Linked DNA regions of Macaca mulatta: all the other regions are linked to region 1. Evidence: chromatin contacts called from public Hi-C data. All regions are on one chromosome and are shown on one strand. The core of a region is the stretch at or near the end of the contact, and the rest is flanking DNA. Distances in the headings are between cores, read along the strand shown.

Region 1 (4,422 bases), core at 475-2,974:
ATAGGTGTAGGTTGATAATGGATGTAGGCATGGGGTTATAATGCCTTGCCCATTCACATTTATCTTGTTTAGTTTTTACAAATGACTCTGTTAGTCGGGAATGCAGGGCAGGAAATCTCTTGTAAAAGCTGGAACTAAGGTTCAGGAAAGGTCATTTGACTTGCCTAAATTCGATGAGACTTCTGCCCTCTTCTCCTTACTCGAAGAGGCCTGAGTTGAATGCTTAAAATCCTCTTCACTGATGGCTCTTCAGGGTAGGAGTCAGTTTCAAATCTTCAGTGTAATGGTTTTTTAAATGCTTCTCAAAGGGAGATATCAGACTTTCCTGAATCAGAATTACCTAAGATGTATTATAAAAATACATGCTCTTGATGCCTTCCTCTGACCTACCCAATTAGACTCCCTGTGAGTCCTGGGAACTTGCATCTTAAACTCCCAGGGTGATTTTTCTGCATGTAAGTTTAAGAACTATTAGGAGAGTTTGAATGGAAAGCCTCAGCTTTTTTTTTTTTTTTTTTTTTTTTTTTTTTTTTTTTTTTTGAGACGGAGTCTCCTTCTGACGCCAGGCTGGAGTGCAGTGGCGCGATTTTAGCTCACTGCAACCTCCGCCTCCCGGATTCAAGCAATTCTCCTGCCTCAGTCTCCCGAGAAGCTGGAACTACAGGCTCAAGCCACCATGCCCAGCTAATTTTTGTATTTTTCAGTAGAGACGGGGTTTCACCATGTTGGCCAGGATGGTCTCTATCTCTTGACCTCGTGATCCGACCGCCTCGGCCTCCCAAAGTGCTGGGATAACAGGCGTGAGCCACCGCGCCCAGCCCCTGGAAAGCCTCAGCTTTGATGCAGGGTTAACATTTGCCTTTGGGACATATTTCGTCAGCATCTCGAAGAGTAACCCACATGTAGAGTAACCCATATGTCCTTGAGCAGATGGGAATGCAACAGCCTTCTGGCCAGAACCTGTCTCTCACTTTTTTTTTTTTTTTTTTTAATTTGAGACGGAGTTTCGCTTCTGTTTCCCAGGCTGGAGTGCAATGGCGCGATCTCGGCTCACCACAACCTCCACCTCCCGGGTTCAAGCGATTCTCCTGCCTCTGCCTCCCGAGTAGCTGGGACTCCAGGTGCGCGCCACCACGCCCGGCTAATTTTGCATTTTTAGTAGAGACGGGGGTTTCGCCATTTTGGTCAGGCTGGTCTCGAACTCCCGACCTCAGGTGATCCGCCCGCTTCGGCCTCCCAAAATGCTGGGATTACAGGCGTGAGCCACCGCGCCCTGCCACCTATCTCTTTTTCATGCAAGTGTTTTTTGGAATTTGGGGGTTCAGCTGAGCAGGTGCTCCGCTGCTAGTAACTACTCGCAGTTAAAGATCTTTTGACTCTTTCCCCGACACGCTATTTGTCACTGTCGTTTTCCACCACAGAGCCAGGTATTTGCCCTGCCGGCCACGGTGGGGCGCGCGCGGCGTGTGCTGCCCGCTTATCTCTTCCTTCCCTGGTCCGCCTTCGCGCCCTTAAGGAGACAGTTCCTGGGAGTTTCTGCCTTTGGGCTCCAGTTGTTGCTCTCTTCTCGCGAGAACTGCCCCTCTCATCCTCTCCTCTCACGAAGCCCCGCCCGCGAAGAGGTTCCATATTGGGTAAAATCTCGGCTCTCGGAGAGTCCCGGGAGCAGTTCTCGCGAGAGTACTGCGGGAGGCTCCTGTTTGCTGGCTGTGGAACCGCGACCACTGGAGCCTCAGCGGGCGCAGCAGCTGGATCCGGAGTACTGCGACGCAGCTCGGAGTCGGCCTTGTAGGGACGAAGGTGCAGGGAGATCGCGGCAGGCGCAGCCTTGAGCGCCGGAGCGCGTCCCTGCCCTTAGCGGGGCTTGCCCCAGTCGCAGGGGCGCATCCAGCCGCGGCGGCTGACAGCAGCCGCGCGCGCGGGAGTCTGCGGGGTCGCGGCAGCCGCACCTGCGCGGGCGACCAGCGCAAGGTCCCCGCCCGGCTGGGCGGGCAGCAAGGGCCGGGGAGAGGGTGCGGGTGCAGGCGGGGGCCCCATAGGGCCACCTTCTTACCCGGCGACTGCCGCTGGAAAATGTCTCAGGAGAGGCCCACGTTCTACCGGCAGGAGCTGAACAAGACAATCTGGGAGGTGCCCGAGCGTTACCAGAACCTGTCTCCAGTGGGCTCCGGCGCCTATGGCTCTGTGTGGTGAGTGTCGCCGGGCCTGGGGCCGCTGTGGGCAGGGTGGCCCCTCGCGCCCGAGAGCCAGGCCTGCACGACTGCTCTGCGTTGCGTCAAGTGGCAGGAATTTTCCTCGGGGGAGGGCCTTGCTGCCCCTTCGAGCTCTGCCTGTTCTGCACCTCCTGCACCCCTCGCCCTGCACTCACGCGGGTATTGCGGTCCACCGTGTGCAGCGCTCAAGTCCGCTGCGAGAGGTAGGTGGTGGTGCTGGAGCTCGGTTCTGGCTAGCACCCTGCGCCTTCGCCTCTCGGAAGGTTGCTGCTCGGCGGCAGGCACCGGGGGAAGGGCTGCTTCCTTGGGGGTCTCCCTCCGGACCTGGAGCAGAAGGACCCTCTCCCGCGATGCGCCCACGCTGTGGCGCCGGACCCTGTCCTCTGAGCAGACAAGCTTGGGGAGCTGCCGGGAGAAGCAGAAGGGCAGAGCGCAACCCGAAGACTGCGGTCATCTAAACAAAACTGACCAGGAAGGGAGCTCTCTCCGGGCCTTTTTTTTTTTTTTTTTCCCCAAACCTCTGTCGAAATCCCATCTCGAGAAGTGTTCTTTTTGAATTCGCACTTGAATTAGCAGCGATCCATAGAGCTTAAAATACCGACTTTATCTCGGTGAACACTGTGCCAGCTTGAGTGGTGTGTTTCCGATTCGGTTGAAAGCGTATTTCCTTTCTGTGGAGGGGCGGCGGTGGTAGTGCCTGCAAGAACGCTGCAGCTTGAGAAACTGGCAGTCTCACTGATTAGTCACATACCACTGCTCATTTAAGTATTGTTCGACAAAACAGTTTTTTCATTTGGAGCAAGAAAGATTCAGATCTGTAAGGCGCCCTCAAGATCAAAAAATTATTAACAGTGCTAGGAGGTATTGTAAGTATTTTTTGAGATAATTCCTGCGAATACTGTGTTTTAAAAGTCCCTTTCAGAGTTTGCAGGGATTTATCTAGTTATCTGCATTTATGGCCTGAGGTACACGATGGTTTTCGTAAGGATATGGAACCACATAGAAAAGGAAGGGAAGAGATACTTTTTAGCTTTAATTTACACCGTGAGTGTGTTTTAAATTAAGTCGATACCATGTAATTTCCAGACCTGAAATATTTCACTAACTGCTCTCTAATTTTCAAGGTTTTATACCCTGTATTTTAGATTTTCTATAATTTAAAAGCTACGGATCTGAAACTAAATATCAGATTTAACTGTTAGCTTTTTCTGTGTTTTAGTAATTCGTATTGTATGCGTCATTTGAAAAGGGGCCTGTAAAATAGTTTTTTGTTTTGGAACAAATTCCAGGCTTTTGGATGTGTTAATCTTTAAATATGATTTCTGTGTTTCCCAAAGTCACATCATGAATTTCCTGTTTGGTAGAATCTTCTGGGTAATTGAGATTGTGCAATTGTGTCCAGTAACAGATCATATTGCATTTTCTAGTTCAAGCTGCTTAAGTTATGTTGCAGATGGCACCGTGCGTGACATCTTTCTCCCATTTTTACAGCATGGCAGTTTACATTTTAAAGGAATTTGCAGGATTTTACATTCAGAGTGTGTGTGTGTATAGTTGATTTGCAGCATTTTACATTCGATATATACATGTTAATATATGTATATCCATTCAGTATATACATATTATGTATATCTAGTTGATTTGCTAATTTTCAAAGATGTATTTGGATCATTGTTCTTTTAATATTTTATAGCTCATTAATATACTTCCATTTTTTCATTCTTGAATTGACACATTCATTTCTGTAGTATCACGTTTTTGTTTTCAATGCTATTTAAATTTTAATGGAGTGATAACAGCAGAATAACTCATCTATAGAGGGTTTGGGTGAACTCCAGTTGAATTCCTCGCAAAGGTTCAGTACTGTTGGTGACTAGCTCTGCACTGGAACAGGAGATCCAGATTTACAGTGAAGTACCATTAAAATTAACTCCACATTTCTTTAGTGGTATATTTTTCTGTGGTATAAAAGCCAGCAGAGGCCGGGCGCGGTGGCTCAAGCCTGTAATCCCAGCACTTTGGGAGGCTGAGACGGGCGGATCACGAGGTCAGGAGATCGAGAAAGTCCTGGTTAACACGGTGAAACCCCGTCTCTACTAAAAAATACGAAAAAGTAGCCGGGCGAGGTGGCGGGCGCCTGTAGTCCCAGCTAACCGGGAGGCTGAGGCAGGAGAATGGCGTAAACCCGGGAGGCGGAGCTTGCAGCGAG
Region 2 (4,417 bases), core at 1,433-3,932, 69 kb after region 1:
TCCATTCTGAGAAGATTCAGTTGGTTCTTGGCTGTCCCTTTTCAAACTAGTCTTTACAGCCCTCAGGAGAGAAGTTTACCTCCAAGGTGTAGGGGTGACAAAGGGAAGAGAATGAAAGAACTACTGGAGGCAGCAGTGTCAGCAGGTGCCAGTGCCACGGCTGGAGACACCGGTGCCTACCGAGGTGCTGAAAGGATGTGCCATGGCTCATCTTTTCAAGTCAACCAGTATTTATCAAGCTGCTCTGTGGAAGGTGTGGGGACAGGATGGTACCTGTCCTTAAAACCAGAATGATCAGACTCAGTGGAAAGAGAGTTACAAGAGTTACTTGAACAACTGTTTGTCCCTGATTATAAAATAAGATGGAGTGATAAATACACTAGAATAATAGATAAGCTTTTGGAAAAAAAGTAGAGAATTAGTTCCACCTCAATATATCCAAGACTTCATGGCAGAGTTCTTGTTTGAATAGGACTTCAAAGAGTAAATAGGAATAGGAAAGGCTTGGAAGGATGGGAGGAGGGGAGGTGTTCTGGTTTATGAGTTACATAAGTAAGTACTTGGAAGCTTAGAAGTGCCTGGAATATCTGGTGTGAGTTGAAGCACTGAGTGCATTAAAGAATAGTAGTTTGAGCCAGAGTCAGAAAAGAAGCTTGATGCCAAATCACAGACGGCTGTGAATGTGAGGCTGAGGAATTGGGGCTTGATTCTTCAGGCCTGGTATTGTTTCATGCCAGCAGAGGTGGGAGAGAGAGGGTTTCCCAGCTCATTGACGTAATGAGCCACTGTGACTAGTGGAAATTGCATATTCTTCAGGTAGGTTGGGGTGAAGTTCAGGTAGTTGAGAAATTCGTAGCTCAGAGAGCTTGTCTTCCTTAGAGAGAGTATAAAAATTGACTCTTACTGTAAGTAGTCAGAAGTCTCTTAAGAATACTAATATCAAACGCTTCATTTTAGAGATTACTTTTGATGCATATATTGTAAAGCCACCTGTTTGAGATATGAAGTCATTGAGATTTTTCCCATATATGATTTACTTTATCTTGTGGTGGCTACCCAGTTAAATATATTCCTGAAGAGTGTTAATGTGAGGGAACTAAATTTTTGTAAATTGAGTCATTTTAGAGCAGCAAGAATTTTTTTTTTTACAGATTTCTATTGTGATATAATTAATCTGATTATTTTAGAGCAAGACAGTATCCATCCCACCCCCACTCCTGCTCTGTCCTGTGAACATATGCTTCAAAATTTTTGTCTTGTCAACATCTTGAACTGAGAAGCCAGTATTTAAATCTTAACCTTTATAACACACTGATTTTTACCATTTGCAGATGACAGAATTCCCTGTTATTCTTAATTTAGAAATAACTTACGTGAGTGGACTTGTTTCTAGTTTGTTTTGCTTGCTAAAGAACACAAGTTGTTTGGGTTTAGGATGGGGTTTGGCACACCTTTTCTGAAAGGGCCAGGTCGTTAATATTTTAGGCTTGGGAACCGTATGGTAACTGTGCTTGTTGTAATTGGAAACACCTGTAGACTGTACATAAATGAATGGACATGGCTGTGTTCTAATAAAACTTTATATATAAAACAGGAAGAGATTGGGGTTTGCTGACTTCAGCCTAGAATTTTCTTCTGTTTAAGCTGATTTCATATCTAAAAGAAAGTAAAAGACAAGATGTCAAATTACTGCATAAGTTATTCCTATAACGTAGGCACCTGTGGCTTATAGAGACTGCTGTTTTTAAGTGTTGCTATGTTGCCTTTATATGTATAACCATAAGCAAAAATTTCTTTCATCCTGCTCTACCTTTTCCTCAAATATTTTGACTACCCATCACGTACCAGATGTTAGGCTGAGGATAAATGGTGAAGAGGCAGAGTGGCCCCTGTCCTCACAGAGCTGTAGACCAGTACAGGGGGCAGACAGTAAGCAAACAAAGTAATTCTAGGCTGTGATAAGCACTATGATGTTATCAAGCATGATGCTGAGAAGGAATTGGGGGGGAGTGGGGTATCATGTATATAGAGTGTTGAGGGGAGACCTCCCTGAGGAGGTGAAGTTGAAGCTGAGACCTGAGGCCAAGAGGATTTAGTCATGTGAAAAACCTGATGGGTCAGAAGACAGTCATCCTCCCCTTCTCCCTCCGTGGAATGTCAGTCAGTATAAACATGGATAAACTATTCACATTTTCAGATAAAATATTAAAAGCTATTTTATAATATTTTCCCCCCTCTTTTTAACTTCCTTTTTAGGTAAGACTAAAAGCAATGAGAACAAATGGAAATTTTTGTCTTCTGGTTAACACATGCACATACATTCTGAGTATACATTGAAGTGTTGGCTACCAGGATAAAAGTTTTAGCATTGTGGCCTATTATTTAGAGCCTTTGGGATGTGTGGAATTTGTTAAGCATTGTTCATTTGCATTTTATAAGGTTGAAACTGCCTGTGTTTGTGTTCTCCTGGCGCTCCTGAGGGAACATGCAGTGGGAGAGCGCCCTCTGCTGGCGACTCTCCCTCATCGTGCTCTGCCTACTGTAGCCAGTGGGAGAGGCGAGGCTTCCCAGAGGGTGTGCTCCAGTGGTCAGGTTTTGGGGTCTCACAGGCCTTCCACTGTCATATCATAAGCTCTTTAGGTCACGTTTAGGAGAATATTCATAAATAGACTTGTACATCCCTAGCTCCTGTGCTCTGTTGCTTTTTTCCTTATCTGTGGCCCTCTAATTACCAGTGCTCTTTCCTGGACTGATTACTGACACTGTGATGGCAGATGAAGAGGGCAATGTAAACTGAGTGAAGCTCTTGTGTTTTCACCTGCTATCTTTGGCAGCTAAGAACCACCTAACGTTGCCTCACTTTACTGATACATGCTGTTGACAGATGCACAAAATGAATATAAAGTGGATACGTGTGTGGTAGCATTTTGAATCTTTGTACAGGAGGAGCATGTCCTACGTGAAGTGATCATCCTGCGGGAACCTTGACCTAGAGGGATTCACCGTGTTGGCTAGGTTTGGGGTGTTTCATTTTTGTTCTCGGGGTGTTTTGTTTGTTTGTTTTTGTTTTGTTTGTCATTGTTTGTTTTTCATTTTTATTTCGTCCCAACATTTTCCTTTATGGTCCACCATTAGATATTGATCAGTTGAAGCTCATTTTAAGACTCGTTGGAACCCCAGGGGCTGAGCTTTTGAAGAAAATCTCCTCAGAGTCTGTGAGTTGATGCTTTGTAATTATCTGCCCTGTTGGGAGCCTCTGCCACTTGCCTTCTACCAATCTGTACTTTGACCTGGGTGTGTTTGTAAGCACACATACCCTTTGTGTGCTGACTTCCAGGATGAGTGAGGTATAAGATAGTGTGAGTGTGTGTGCGCGTGCACGCATGTGTGCCTGCTTGCATGCACAAGTGTGTTTTATTCTCTATCTGGGTACACACTAAGATCATGAGAGCCTCTATTAGGCAATAGTATCCCAGTAAAGCAATGAGATTTGAGATTCTAATTCATTAATCCAAGAGATTAATGCAAAATGTGTGTCTCTGTCCTCAAGCTCTGACTTTCATCTTTCTCAGAAGTTTCACGTATGCTCTAGAGCTCTTTTCACTGTTTCTAGTGTTTGTTCTCAGCGCATGAACTTCACCATGTATTTAGTGTAACTTAATCACTAAAAGAATAAAATGTACATTGTCTGCACACTGTTGCCCCTTCCCATAAGTTATTTTTTATTGTTTTAGAATAGATACTCACATATCCTACGTAAAATGTTCGTTCCCAACAGAGGGACCTTTCTACCCAGTCCCTAGACCCCACTCAGAAGAAACAACTCCACTCTTGATACCTCAGATCCACAGGAATGTGGTTATAAATTTTCCTCCTATTGCCTTGTAATTATAAGTTAAATAACCCGAGACAGAGTTTGGAGCTAGTGCTTTCTTGCTTCTAAGCAGGGACTTAGACAGAAGCCATGGGAATGTGACTCTGGCTTACTTTTGCTTGATTTCCTGCTCTTGGTCATTTTCTTGGGCCAGAGGCATGAGAGAAGCCATGAAAGCCCAGTTTTTTTTCCTTTTTCCCTCAATCTGCTGCCAGGCAGTGGAACAAAAGAAAAAATGAGCTACGGAGCCAAGCTCCAGTTATGCCTTCCTGGATTCTCCTCCCAACATTTATGACTGAAGGGGCCCTTTGCCTAGTTGGGAAGACTGCTGGGTAGCTTGAGGCAGGCATAAGTAGGTGAGTTGGAACTGTTCATTCACCTTCCTGACAAAATAAAGAATACCGTCATCTGGTATGTATCCGGTACATTTCTTGAAAGGATGCCAAAGCCCAGTGTATTTCTGAACCTCCACTCTGAATTTTGTTTCATTTACTTATTTAAGATAAAGAAGCAAAGGCCCAGAAAGGCAGTGACTTTTCCACG
Region 3 (4,564 bases), core at 1,026-3,525, 100 kb before region 1:
CTTAAAGTATATGATCACCTATATACATTTGCCCCTCAAATTATAGCTTGATTTGGGCTAATCTCAAATTAATTTCCAAGTGGTAAGAGAGATCTGGACAAATGGTCTGAGAGACCAGGATTTCTAAAAAATACAGTAATATAATAAAAACCGCAACTTCCTCGTATCAATAGAAAAGAACGTTTTAACACATTCTTATCAATTCCACAAAGAATAACTCAACTAGGCACAGAAAAGTAACATTTCAATTCCTACTGCACACTAGAACCAAGTTAGCACCTTGCTGTTTCTATTAAACAATCTAGGATTAAAAAATGGTTTTGAATAATCCCATATACGGATAATCCAAAGGCAAACAGACACACACAAACTCACCATTTACAAACCTTCGTCACCAAGCACTTACAAAATACATTTCATAAGACAGAATAGAAAATGGAGCAAGAGGTGAGGTCACCTACCACTTTAGTTCTATTGAAAGACAGAAGTCATTATGTGCTCTCCCCAAACAGTAGGTAGCCTCCAAAAACAACACACACCCCTACGCCCCCCTTAATCTGGTATTGTCATTCAGTGGGGTGACCTAGGAAGGCCTTTGAAATGTGTTGTATCAACTCAGAGGGAATTAGACCGCATACAACGCCAAAAAAATCAAATAAATTTAAAAGTATAAAGATAATACATCTAAAATTAAGAACTAGGCATAGAATCTCTCTCTGAGAGATGATTTCCAAGAGCTGATTTCCAAGACCCTTTGCAGTTAAACGTTAGTACATGATGAAAGTTCTTTAGGCTTAGCCTCACTTGCTGAATGAAGCCTGCTACCTGAGTTTCTATTAGGCTGTGACCAACTTTTGAACTTGCCACGATAGCACTATACTGTTATGCATCCCACTGATAAAACTGGACATGTGGCGCTTAATACACCAAACCAGAACCATCGATGTGTGTTAAAGAACTCTCCCGTTACTATAGTGATGCCGACTCCGGAAGATTATCTGCATTTGATTGAGGTTTAGACAGAAGAGAAGCAGTTAACAGACACTGACTGTATACACAGCGGTCTGCCGGCACAGTGCAAAAAAGCCGATGTGCCTTGCAGGTTCAGGAAGTTGACTAACCCAAAGAAAAGCCCCATGCCCTCCTCTATGAAAGGGAGTGTGTGGTTGGTAGAACCCAAAGTAAACACGGAAAAACTCATTCAAGAATTTCCTTAAGGCCTACCGTGCAGACGTTGGAGGCAAGTTAAGACGTTGGGGAGCAGGTAAGAGAGAGAGACCAGAGTTCAGAAACAGAACGATAATGATCTACCAGCTCCGGTGGGGGGGGGGTCCAAGCTAGGGGAGTTTGTGCCTCCTCTGTGGAGTTGGGGAGGAAAGGTACCGGGCGGGCTCTGGTCCTCCTCCGACAGCCCTTTCCAGCAGGCCTGGGGCTGCTAAGACCCAGGCCTGGCGTTCAGCAACAGCAGCTCTCTTCCACATGGTTGCTGGAGAGCGACCCTCCGAGCTGCCCCGAGGCCATGTGGCTGCGGCCACAGGGTGCCCAAACCCTGTGCACATTCAAGACGCGAAACCAGAGCAGAGAAGGTGCCGGAGGAAAATCCAAAGAATGGGATGTTGGGGTACAAGACTCACTTCCTTTGGGCTTTGTCCTTCTTGGCCTTGGTCCTTTTCTTTCGGGCCTGGAGCGCAAGCACTGCAGGAGAGAGGGATGGATGAAGGGCAAATGTGGAGGAAAGGAGGTGACCAAGGTGAGGGTGGAGACCCAGCAGGGGCGCCAGGCCCGGCTGCGGGGCCTGTCTCAGGGGCGGCTGCGGTACGAGCGCGGAGGCTTCGGCAAGGCGGCCGGCCGGGGGGCTGGCGGCCCACGGGGCACAGAGCAGCGCACGGGCGGGATGCGCCGGAGGGGTCTCAGGCCGGGTCAGGGGGCGGGCGGGCGGAGGTCTGCCTCGCCCGCCAAGGTCCGGGCCCTGGAGTGGCCCCAAGGCGCAAGCCGGCCTGGCAGGGAACAAGGGGCGGCGACGGCCGGCGCCGGAGGACGCCCGGGCTGAGGGGCGCGGACCCGCAGCCCAGAGGCGGGGGGTGTGGGGCGGCGCCACCTCAGTGGAGGGGCGCCGCAAGCCCGGGGACCGAACCGCGGCAGTTAGGCGAAGCTCCGGGCGCTGACCCGGGCCTCGCCCCGGCGGCCGTTGCCCCTCGTGGCGGAGGCCGCTCCACCGCTCACCTTTCCGCTCCATGGTGAGACCGGTAACCGCCAAGCGCCTGCGCACTCGAGTGGCGGTGACTCCAGCTCCCGCCGCGGCCCAAAACCGAGCCCGCGCACACTCCACCCCCAGTCCCGCCCCGCCCCCGCCCCACCGTGCCGCGCGCATGCGCGTCGGGAGCGGAGCCTACCACCTGCTCCCGAGGAGGGGGCGGCAAGGAGAGGGAGGGGGCGCTGAGAGGAGGAACGTCGGGGGTGAACGTTGAAGGAGTGTTAGAGATCCAAGCTCGGAAACCTGGCAAGGTTAGTTTTATTCTATTTGCTTAGAAAAGGCGCAGAGAGCGGCAGGGCTCCCTGCATGCTGCTGAGTCAGAGCTTCAGAGGCAATTGGGATCTGCCTCAGTTTCCTGGCCTGTAAAATGGATTAATCAGGCATGTCCCAGTTTCTCCTTCCCTGAGCTATTGTGAGCCCAGTTGAGATGCTATTTAAAGAAAATGGAAAAAAATTACATGTGAGAAAGAAAAGGGAGTGGGAGCAACACAGAAAGACTGGAAGGAAAGAACCTGTGACCCTATTATCACTTGAAAAGTAAAAACTTCAAAAGTGAATTTTCTCTTGAAATTTCAAGTTTAAATGAAAGCTGTAAAGGAAAGAAAGGGAAATGAGAATAAAAACGTTTAATGTTTTCTTATTCTACCACTTTCAATACATGATAAAGTTGTCTTGTTTATGAGATTTTTTTTTTTTTTACTTTTCTAAGTGCATTATCTCATTTTATGTTTATGGCAACTTAAAGGCAAAATAGTTATTCCTTCCATTACACAAAGACACTAAACTTAAGAGGACCTGCCTATATGTTCAGAATCTTGGTGTACGACCCAGTTATTTAATCATCAAGCCCTTATTGTATAGCAGGCTCAGCAAAGTTTTTCTTTGGGCCAGATAGTAAATATTTAGGCTTTGTGGACCATAAGATCTCTTTCTCAGCTACTCAACTCTGCCACTGGAGCTCAAAAGCAGTCATAGAAAATATGGACTTTGTTCCTATAAAGATTTATTTATGGACACTGAAATTTTAATTTCATATAATTTTCGCATGTCATAAAATGTTCTTCTATTGATTTAAACATGGCCTTTGTTAGGTTTTGAAGGGAAGGTGAGGGTTAAAGAGGAGTAGTCTTGCTCTGCTACTCAGGTGGAGTACAGTGGCATGATCTCGGCTCACTGCAGCCTGGATATCCAGGGCTCAAGTGATCCTCCCACCTCAGCCTCCCAAGGTGCTGGAATTACAGGTGTGAGCCACTGAGCCAGGCCCTTTTGATCTTTTTTCAACCGTTTTAACTATTCTTATTTCAGATCTTAATTTACCAGCCCCTATTGTAAAGTACCACAGCTGGTCAGAGTGGAAGCTCTGAAGACCTTTGCTCTAAACAAGTAATTGAGAAGGGAAGATGAGAGGGCAATAGTACAGCACAAGTCAAGCATGGGGGCTTTGGCAGGACTTATTGAGCAAAGTAAGTAATTAAGCCCATCCACAGAGGAGGCCGTTTTTGAGCTGGGTCTTAGGAAATACATAAGATTTCTGTAGGTGGAGAAGGAGATGTCAGGCATTCCTGAATGAGAAAATACATTGAGCAAAAAGGCACAGACATGGACACCTGTAGGTGGGGGCTAGGATTGGGGCTGGTAACAACTGAAGGGATGAAATGGAAGGTGAGGCTGGAAAGGCAGGTTAGCCAAATTTGAAATTTAGATAATTGATATATGTTGCATGGAACCTGAATGATAGCATGTCTGGGTATATTGCAAAAGAAGACAGTACCTGTTGGCCAAGGAAGGATGCAGCCCAGTCTATTCCCTGCTGTAAAGTTGAAAACAAAGGAAGGTTAGGACAGACAGGGAAGCCCTAGACTCTGAGGATTGTGTGAGTTCAGGATAACCACATGTGGTTTAGAAAAGACAGGGAGAGAGCAGATGGCTAGGAAAAATCCCAGAATTGGGAAAGTACTGCCCACCCCAAAGTAAACTGTTTGAGTGTAGAGACCCTGCTTAGATTTTCCTTGATGTATACTCAGTGCCTACACAGTGTCAGGCACTTAGTAGGTGCTCAAATATTTGTCTAATAAAAGAATAAATGGGCCAGGTACCATGGCTCGTGCCTGTAATCCCAGCACTTTGGGAGGCTGAGGCGGGCAGATCAAAGGTCAAGAGATTGAGACCATCCTGGCCAACATGGTGAAACCCCATCTCTACTAAAAATACAAAATTAGCTGGCCGTGGTGGCACATGCCTGTAATCCCAGCTACTTGGGAGGCTGAGGCAGGAGAACCACTTGAACCTGGGAGGCGGAGGTTGCAGTGA

What was found. A called contact is a pair of places that touch in the nucleus more often than the background predicts.
Region 2: a contact with region 1 is called in a Hi-C map of CD4 T cells, with 2.8 times the contacts expected there. The contact joins the enhancer-like site here to the promoter of MAPK14 in region 1. A contact is called at or near these places in 7 of 14 Hi-C or Micro-C datasets (CD4 T cells, cortical neurons, fetal cortex germinal zone and 4 more).
Region 3: a Hi-C map of liver shows a contact between it and region 1, with 3 times the contacts expected there. The contact joins the promoter of SRPK1 here to the promoter of MAPK14 in region 1. A contact is called at or near these places in 2 of 14 Hi-C or Micro-C datasets (fetal cortical plate and liver).

Annotation. Positions count from the first base shown.
Region 1 is chr4:146,226,761-146,231,182 of T2T-MMU8v2.0, reverse strand. MAPK14 (mitogen-activated protein kinase 14) reads left to right here and starts at 1,724. Exons shown (of 11, transcript XM_078000290.1): 1 at 1,724-2,189. The coding sequence starts at 2,074.
Region 2 is chr4:146,159,081-146,163,497 of T2T-MMU8v2.0, reverse strand. MAPK14 (mitogen-activated protein kinase 14) reads left to right here. Exons shown (of 11, transcript XM_078000290.1): 9 at 3,136-3,215. It also overlaps the pseudogene LOC106997915. Among named protein-coding and RNA genes, the nearest start is that of MAPK13, 36 kb to the right of the region's middle. Within about 2 kb of position 2,682, at least 4 of the 40 cell types and tissues checked have an H3K27ac peak or open chromatin away from gene starts, as enhancers often do.
Region 3 is chr4:146,331,609-146,336,172 of T2T-MMU8v2.0, reverse strand. SRPK1 (SRSF protein kinase 1) reads right to left here and starts at 2,275. Exons shown (of 16, transcript XR_013416474.1): 1 at 2,224-2,275; 2 at 1,635-1,695. It overlaps LOC106997927 (a long non-coding RNA gene), which reads left to right and starts at 1,133. Exons shown (of 8, transcript XR_013416507.1): 1 at 1,133-1,264.